2 separate regions of the Mus musculus genome follow, and region 2 is linked to region 1. The links are chromatin contacts, called in public HiChIP or PLAC-seq maps. All regions are on one chromosome and are shown on one strand. The core of a region is the stretch at or near the end of the contact, and the rest is flanking DNA. Distances in the headings are between cores, read along the strand shown. Region 1 has its middle 20 kb from the start of Ogdhl. Region 2 overlaps Chat (choline acetyltransferase).

Region 1 (4,521 bases), core at 968-3,467:
TTATCCCCCATTTCACCTTTACTACATTCCTGCCTACTACCTACCTCTAAATTAGGGAGTTCATCTGAGACATTTCATCTGTAATCAATACATCTTAAAAAGATGTGCCCACAATAACACACACATAATAACACATGCATAATAGAGGACTAATTTAAAAGAGCACTTAGACATAATTGTCATTATCCTGGTTAAATACAGATAAGACCCATGGACGTGTGTGTGTGTGTGTGTGTGTGTGTGTGTGTGTGTGTGTGTGTGTGTGTGTGTGTGTGTTTAAGTACAAAAACAAAACTGGTACACTGAAAGAAGTAGAAGGAAAGGGGCAGACTAGCTAGAGACCCTGGGAGTCAACAACAGGGGTTCCTGTGGATATTCTTGTTACTTTGTAAACTCTGCTCTCACTAGAGAAACCAACAGCTGGGAAGTGCTGCATGCAGAAGGAAATGAGAAAGAAGATGTGGTTAAAAGTGTTCAGAGAAAAAATTTCTATACATTTCCCAATTTGGCGAATGACATATGAAACTTGTCAAGCTCAAACAAAATGCCCCAGAATGCAAGGTAACTTCCAAGAACTAAAGAAAAAAAAATCTTGAAAGTAATGAGCAAGGACATATTCCAGGACAAACAGTTCAAATGACTGGATTTATCAGAATCCATAAAGATGGGAAGGGAGTGCTGCAGACTGCACGGTCGCCAAAAGAATTCAGCGAGAACATAATTCAGTGGGAGAGAGCACCATGACAGTCTTGGACGCAGGAAAGCCAAGAGAACCTGTTGGCAGCTGACCTGACTAATAGCCTGGCCAAAGCTCTTAAAAGAAATGAAATGTTTAAAAAAAAAAAAAAAAAAAAAGGAGGAGGAGAAGATTATGATGATATTGGAAGATCAGAAAAGAAATGTAGTTGAAATAAAGGTATGACAAACCTCAAGATTTTTCAAATGTTTATCAAAGTTAAAGGTGACTTTATTATATGAAGGGGAAATGAAGCAATGACTCAGATATAAATATTTGAGGGCAGAAAGCAAATAGATGTAAAGTTTCCACATCACACAAACTGGTAAAATGCAACACTAAAGGGCAGGAAAAAAACCCAAAGGCTGTTCAAAATGATTAATCGAACAAATAAGCCTTTGTTTCAGCTATGGGGGGAAAAAAAGGTACATTTTATCGTTACTATTGGAAATGAGAAGTGGGTATCACTGCATATCCTGAGACATAATATAATAATCGAGGATTGGGAACCTAATGCTCACAAATTTGATACATTAAAAGAAATGGACCTATATTTGAAAAGCATCAGCCACAAATTACAGGAAGAAATCAGTAAATCAGTAGCTAATGACCTTCCAAACAGAAAGCTCCCACACCATGATTCCTAAGGAATCCTATGAAATGAAGGTCTTAAAGCAACTGTCGAGAGTGTGTTTTGGAGAGTAGAAGGGAACTCACCTAGCTCATGCTATAAGGTAAACACTACCCTCAACAACAAAACCAAGCAACACCTTTAAAGAAAACAAATTATAGACCAGTATCTCTTGACTTAAAAGTAAAAGTTTTGAACAGAGAGTTAGCTACTTAAGTCCAACAGCATAAATTTTAGATGTACATCATTACCAAATGGAATCTATCCCAGATATATAAGGCTGGGTAGTATTTTTTTTTTTAATTCGTATAATCAAGCCATCACATTAACAGTCTAAATAAAATAGAGGCGGGGCATATAGCCTTCCATATTGCGGGGCCCTGAGTTTGGTCTCTAGCGCTGCCAGAAGGAGGAAAATACCATCACATCAATAGACACAGAAAAGGCATCCGGGAAAATCCAGTTTCCGTTCACGATTTAAACCTTCGGGAAACTAGGACTAGACGGGAAGGTTCCTACCTTGGTAACATACACAAAAAGTGTTAGGTGATATTCAGTGGGAGGGACTAAAAGCCTTTCTGGTATGGTCAGGAAGACGACGAGTATGCTCCCTTTCAATACTGGAAGGGCTAGCTACTGCATACAAATAAAAGAAAATAAGAAATAAGACTCTGCTTTAAAGAACTTTAAAAACTGCTTTAATTAGAACACGATGTCATAGCCTCTCAATATAGCATGTTTACAAGAGAAAATCCTTCAGAAGTCAAAATCCCGGCTCTGGTAGCATTGGCCTTGTTATGAGAAGCCCGGCCCCTCTGCCCGTCAGGTCCTGCTGCTCTACAATTCGTTTGGTTCCCTTTTCATCTCTTCTGCTTGGTATGCGTTAGGTTTCCTGACCCCGATGCGTCACTAATTCATCTGTACCAGAATGTTCCCTTCCTGGAACTCGGGATGTTTTCGATGTCACTCTGACCTCTGTTTCTCTTAGTTAATTGTTTTAAATGCATACAAAAGCAGCTTTGTTCTTCGCATTTGATCCAGAGCCACACACAGCCACGTGGTCCCCAGAACCCTGCCAATCCAGATATTCCTTCCATAGAAAGGGATAGCATTGCTCAGCCCCCATGTCAAAGAGAGGGACCACCATGCAAGCCATGCGCCCTGGACAAAGGACCTTAAAGGTACTACACGTACTAACAGTACTGAGAGTCGGGGGAGGAGCCAGCATCTAGCCTCCTCTTTTCCAACCACTTTTCCTTCCCCCTTTCCTCTCTCTTTTTGTCCTTGTGCACACTGCAGTGAACTTTCGTCCTAATGACAAACACTCCACTTTTTAGTCCATAATCACTGTTCCTACTTCTCCCGATGGCTGAATTGCCCCTGGGAAGTCTATAGTTTGCCCACTATGCACATGCCCAGATCACTGCCATGGCCAGTTTTGGAGAACAGCATTTTCTCACAAAGAGGCTCCATGGGCAGGTGGGACAGTGCATCTGAATTCTCCTCCCTAAGGAGGGAACCTAGGGATACTCACTGGCAGAGGTGTGGGAAGGTGACTGGAGGCTAGGAAGTAGGCGGAGTCTCCGTGTGGGCAATCTATCTTCACCAACCTCACAGCTCAGTGGTATTAATCTACCCTATAAATGGATGGCTTAAAAAGTCAACTAAAAGCAAGGAACCAAGAGCGGGCGAAGCCATTAAGTCTTGAGGGATTATATAAGCTTTCCTCAGCCCGACAAGGGTGTGCTGCAGTGAGGCTCAGGCAGGTGTTGGTCGTTAATCTCTCAGAAGGGCAGTCTCTGAGTTACCCATGCTGGACTGGATGGCTGTATTATTCCACACAGAGACACGTACTTAGGAAATCAATAGTGCTATAATAGCAGAACATGACTAATGTCCTCTGCCTTTCTTTAAAACCCCTGGCTTCCTCTAGCTCAACAATGAGAGGATCTATCCAGCCAGGGGATGAACGAAGTCCTGGACCTGCACGGGGAGGGAACTCACACTCAGACAGCATCCAGGGTGCAGGCCACTGCCTTACACACACCAGAACTGACCTTGAGTCTCACATCAGAACTGATTCCAGCTAGTGCTAGACAGGCCTCTGTCTGCTCTGCTTTTCAATCTGTGAGAAGGGTTAAACAGTTGCTACTTTGCCTCCAAGAAAAATTACCACTGTATTTTATCATAATGTTTAGGCCTTTCTCATTTTCCTTGCCTTGTGTTGGAGTGTGTGTGTGTGTGTGTGTGTGTGTTTCCCTTCAAAGTCTCAGACCTTTCCACCTGCTGGAGCAAACCTGGAGGGAACTGGTCTTTACTGATTTTTTTTTTCTTCCTTGAAAACATAATTCCACTCTGAACCAGGTCATTAGCACATCGGTCATGCGCTGCCTGGCCTGCGCTCAGGAAAGGAAAGAAACTTAAATTCCTTAATATAGTAGATAGATAGGTTCAAAAGCCAGCTCTTCTCTCCATACTCTCCAGTCTCACGCGGCCCCTTCCCCTGCTTAGGGTCTCCTTTCTCTCTGTCTCAAACCAGTAAGTTCCCAGGCATCTTACAAGACTATCCAGGGGTGGCTTCCCTGGGGACGCCTTCCCTGACCTCAGACATGGACAGCCTTCTATCGACCCCAATCTTCCCACAGTCCTGCACCATGAGGAGCAATGTGTCTAGAACACAAAAACCAGGTTCTCATCTCAAGCCTCAGGCTGCATTTCTAACAGTCTCTTGCACAAAATATGCCACTGCCATATTTTGGGTGATGAAACGATACCTTTCTTCTCACCTGTGTGCTTCAACAGAAACTCTGTCGGACTTTTTTTTTTTTTTTTTTTTGGTTTTTTGAGACAGGGTTTCTTGGCTGTCCTGGAACTCACTTTGTAGACCAGGCTGGCCTCAAACTCAGAAATCCACCTGCCTCTACCTCCCGAGTGCTGGGATTAAAGGCATGCGCCACCACTGCCCGGCTCTGATAGCCTTTTAATCTCTGGTTCCCAGGGCTGACCACAGAGCCAATGATGCAGCCATTCGGAGTGCTTTTGATTGACAGTTGGTGAGTCTGCAGATCCAGAACCCAGGACACAGGAGCAGAGTGCTCATTAGAAGGTGATAAATGTCACGCCGTGGAGGTGGCCTCTGGGAGCGTTTGAAGGA
Region 2 (4,521 bases), core at 1,038-3,537, 130 kb after region 1:
TTCAAGACCCAGAGAAGAGGGCTGAGCTTGGACTGGGTGGAGCCAGATGCTGTGACAGAATGGGGACACCCTGTAGCCTCTGGGCCACGGTGAGAGTGCCCTATGCACAGGCAGTGTGGGATGTGATATCAGACATCACCATGCACTGCCTCGCAGCGATTGCTGCCTGTATCCACAGCCTCCCCGCTCCCTCAGAGGACCCTGCATTTAGCCTTGCACGTGGACTAAGGGTTAAAAGCTACAACTTTCAGCCTCTTCTTGCTAGAAGTGAGCGAACATCTAAATTCTTCCAATAAAATCTAGAGGCAAGAAAACCAAGTGCCTGTTCTCCCCAGCATGCCTCTTGTCTCTCTAACCTGAAGACAGCCGTGAGACTTAGCCTTGCACTGTGTGCTCTGTGGCAGGGGGAGGAGGTAGGCAGTGGGGGTGGGGATGAGGGATGGGGGCGGGGTTGGACGTTCACTGTCTTCGGAGCACAGGGAGGGTATGCTGGGTCAGATCCTCCTCTTTACTTCCAGGAAGCCCTTCCCACCTTCCTCCACACTGCAGCTCCTGCACACAGGGCTGTGTCACCCTTCCATATGCCTGCCGTTTTCTGTACACCGTGTGTGTGACCCTGCTGTCATCCTAGGCCCTCAAAGTGGCTGTCATGCAGCCTCCCAGGTCTGGGTACTTTTCCATGTCTATGCACTCTTTGAAGAAAAGACTTCCATTTAATGTGGGCAAAGAAGAGTATCCATATTAGTAACAGATTGCAGGGCACTTTCCTCAGCCTGGCCCAGATGGGAGTGAGATCTGTGCCCAGGTAAGAGATAGGCCTGTAGCAGCTCAGCAGCCTTATAGGAATGGTCAAAGCCCCACAAAGGACCAGAATCTATGGCCCATTGCTCATAAGCCTAGTAGAGAGGTAGGAGGAGGGGTAGCCTGGGAACTGGATAGAGTTCATCTTTACTATAGGGTTCTCCACACTCCATCCCCCTCTTTTCCCTGGCACGCATCCATGAGGATAGCCACGGCACTAAGCCTTGTGTGGTGCGCTGTGCTAAGGGTCTCTTTAGCTTCCCAGTAGAGACAGTGCCTTCAGAACATGGGGAAAGTATACTTGATCAATCCCGTGTCAGATCCACATAGTCAGAGGGAGGGGGAAAGCATCCGGGAGGTGATAGCCAGGACGGTGGGTGGGCTGGAAGCAAACTCCAGCCACATGGGTGGAACTTAGGGATAAACTTCTTGTCCTCCAGCTTAAGGGTGAAGGTTATAGGATTTCGGTGAGGCCAGATGACCACAGTGATGTGAGGTTACGGCCCAGCTGAGCACCTGTCATGTGTCAAGTGTCAATTCAGGCATGTGTGCTACAACAGGAGACTGGCAACAGTCTCACATCCCACTTGAAGAAACAAGAAAATAAATAACCAGACTGTAGGACATTTCCAAGACCTTACTTAAACATGGGGTTTGATAATAATTGCCCAGTGACTGGAGAAGGCTGGATTTGTTCCAGACATTCAACCCCAAGACCAGATTGGGAGCAGACCACCAAGAAGGTCAGACTCAGGAATGAGGAGTCCTCCCTGCAAGAAGATCAGGGCCAAGGTATGTGCTTGGAGTAGAGCCAAGGATGCCTCGGCATGTGGGAAGAATAAGATCATGCTAGCTGGTGAGGGGCCACGGCAACTAGAATGCTATAGATCGTTGCCCTCTTGGCCATTTCTTGGGGAATACTAAAAGCCTGGCTTTGTGTCTTCCTTAACCAGGATTTCTTAGAAATAAGCCCAAAGCAGTGTGGGATAGGCAGGCTGCAGCTCTCCAGGAAGCCCATAGCTAGCTTATCCCACTAGGGAAGAAGCTGCTGCAAGCCTGATCCAACCTCTGGAAGGGAGAGGGAAGGCTGGGGACACCCCTCTCAGCCACACAACATAGCACAGGCTTGAGGCAGAAAACAACGGACAGTTCCTCTCCATGCTAGTGGCTTGACCTCCTTCAGACAGAGAAAGATCCCTGAGGAGGGGCTGAGGCCTTACTATCAAATGCTGGCTGTGTCTGGCCCAGAAGCTCAGAACCACTCACCAGGAATCAGGCCCTGGCTCATTAGGCAAACTGAAATGGGGGCAGGACAGGAGAGCCGGGATGCCAGGTGGCCTTGCAAATGATCTCCCTGAATGCAAGTGCTGATCCGTCAAATACTGACAAGTTTATTGTGAAAGGCAGGAAATGAAGCACATGCAAACTCATCTACTGTGAGCGAGGCCCAAGTCTAATGGAAACACTAGGTGGTGGGATGGAGGCTTGTGGCAGGGGTCGTTTGTCTCTCGTGACCTCTGCACAGAGCACACCAGGGGGATCTTGCTTAATGCAGTGAATCAATCTCCCTCAAGAAGCCCCTACTTGCCCATGAGAGGTGGGACTTGAGTAGTACGGAATCTCTCCTGACGATCACACTCAGGGGCTCACAGCTTTGGTGCTGTGGAAATTCCAGAGGCCTGGAGGTTAGGAGCTTCCAGACTTACTCAGATGTGCAAAGATACAGCATGTATCTCAGGCCTCTGCTTTAGAAGGGTCAGACTCTCAGGTCCCGCTCTCTAACAGGCACGCACACCTGTTCACAGCCCTGCCCAGGACTCCTGCCTTCTCTGGTGTGCATCACGTAATGGTACAGTTCACATTTCCATCCTTGGAGATGAGGTCAGGAAGTCTTAGAGACATGAGGCTTCTAATCATCTACCATGTGCATTATAACAACCTTCCTTCCTAAAACAGTGGATTATATCTTCTTTTGGGAGATAAAATTTCCATCAGATGTTTGATATTTTCCCCTAATCTATGGCCTCGGAGAGGTGATCTTTATCATCCCAGCTCCCAGGGGCCAAGACAGTAACAAAAGTATGTCTTTATCAATGAAGCCTGTCTCTTTTGAATTAGAACCGATCTGAATTGAGTTATAAAATCTCCTTTAAATCTTTCAAGAGGGAGAGTCTCGTCTTCCAGGAAAACGGACTGGGTTTTGTTTTTCCCCATCCCCTCTCACTGGATATCATAGATAAATATTGTATTTAAAACAAACATAGGAAGGCTTTGGAAGATAGAAAGAGGAAAGCCTCCCAGACAGGAATCTCACAACCTAAAAAAGACCCGTTGTGATGGGTCCTTTGAGTGTGTTGGGCTGACCTGTACTCCATGCAAATCACTTATTAAAGATCTAACCTCCATTACGACTGAATTTTGAGAAGGAACCATTGGAATGATAACTAGGATTAAATGAAGCCATAGAAGGGGCTGACAAGACTGCTCCATATCCGGAGATGCACCAGTGACACTGACACAGAGAAAAAGCCTTTTAAACACACAATGGGAAGGCAGAAGATTGCAACCAAGAGCAGGGGGAAGGAACCATCCTTCTGATGCTTTCATCCTGGACTCTGGGGTCCTATAAGTCAGAAAGTCACTCTCGAGTCACCCAGTCTGTTGGGTTTTTGTTACGGCATCTTAAATCAACCGACACAGAGAGAGTTCCCCCTTCCTTTTTTATCTAACACAGTCAACATCTGGATTAGAAGAAATGAGAAACATGAAAACACAAATGGGAACACTCACATACAAGGACAAAGTTCCTACTCAGACCTGCTTTCTCTATTCACAGCAAAATAGAGCACTCTTGGATAAGCAGGTTGTAGTGGCAACTCCCTTTGAATTCCAGCACGTGGGAGACAGATGTAGGTATTTCTCTGTGAATTTGAGGCCAGCCAGAGCTACATAATAGAGAGACCTTGTCCCCCCAAAAGTAAAGCAAACCAAACAACAAAAAGCAAAGCAAACTCACAAACACACACAGAAAAGAGAACTCTTAGATAATAGCCTTTCTACTTCAGCCACATATCAACAGGAATAATGTACAAGTACTCAACTCTCTATACACCCATAATCTATCAGTTCTGCCCCCTGCTGTCACCTCAAGGCCAGCAGAGAACCTGGTGTGCTATCACTGATCTGTACTGAGGCACCTCCACCTCTGAGGATAGAGACGCCATGGTTTCTCATGAAAGCTGGGACTTCCAGCTCCACTAAATGGTGACCACTCCACCCTACCATCTTTCACATGGCACACACAGGAAGCATGTAGAGACCCTGAACCCTCATTTAACAGTAATAAAGACTACCTCCCCAACCAGAGTGCTGACAGAATGAAGGACTTGGATTTCTGCCTTCACCTAGATGCAATGAGGTAACACCTCTTCCATCACCTGCTGCATCAGTAGCATAGTGAGACAATTGAATCAGAAGGTTTACAGAACACCAGGGCCCCATAACACATGTCACTCAAGTCCCAGTAGAAACCAGTCACCACATCAAGACACAGAAAAGTTTGGCCTGATCAGGGTCAAGGACATATTTAAACTATGTGACATACATTTTTAAATCCAGTAATCATGAAGCGTATCAACAAGCAAATTTGAACATGTTTAAAAAGACACAAACAAACAAACAAAGAAAAAGGCAGAATGTAAACAGAATATAAATATATAG

The links. HiChIP or PLAC-seq counts read pairs in DNA pulled down with a chosen protein or histone mark.
Region 2: a contact with region 1 is called in an H3K27ac HiChIP or PLAC-seq map of VIP interneurons, with 3 times the contacts expected there. The contact joins two enhancer-like sites. A contact is called at or near these places in 3 of 39 promoter capture datasets (the C10 cell line, cranial neural crest and embryonic stem cells), 1 of 484 Hi-C or Micro-C datasets (nephron progenitors), 1 of 115 datasets of contacts at active chromatin or transcription factors (VIP interneurons) and 1 of 9 other capture datasets (liver).

The regions. Positions count from the first base shown.
Region 1 is chr14:32,299,459-32,303,979 of GRCm38.p6, forward strand. No RefSeq gene overlaps it. Among named protein-coding and RNA genes, the nearest start is that of Ogdhl, 20 kb to the right of the region's middle. Within about 2 kb of position 2,218, at least 33 of the 459 cell types and tissues checked have an H3K27ac peak or open chromatin away from gene starts, as enhancers often do. A contact at or near this core is called in VIP interneurons, where this site is marked.
Region 2 is chr14:32,427,119-32,431,639 of GRCm38.p6, forward strand. All of the region lies in intron 8 of Chat (choline acetyltransferase), which reads right to left. Among named protein-coding and RNA genes, the nearest start is that of Slc18a3, 35 kb to the right of the region's middle. Within about 2 kb of position 2,288, at least 12 of the 459 cell types and tissues checked have an H3K27ac peak or open chromatin away from gene starts, as enhancers often do. A contact at or near this core is called in VIP interneurons, where this site is marked.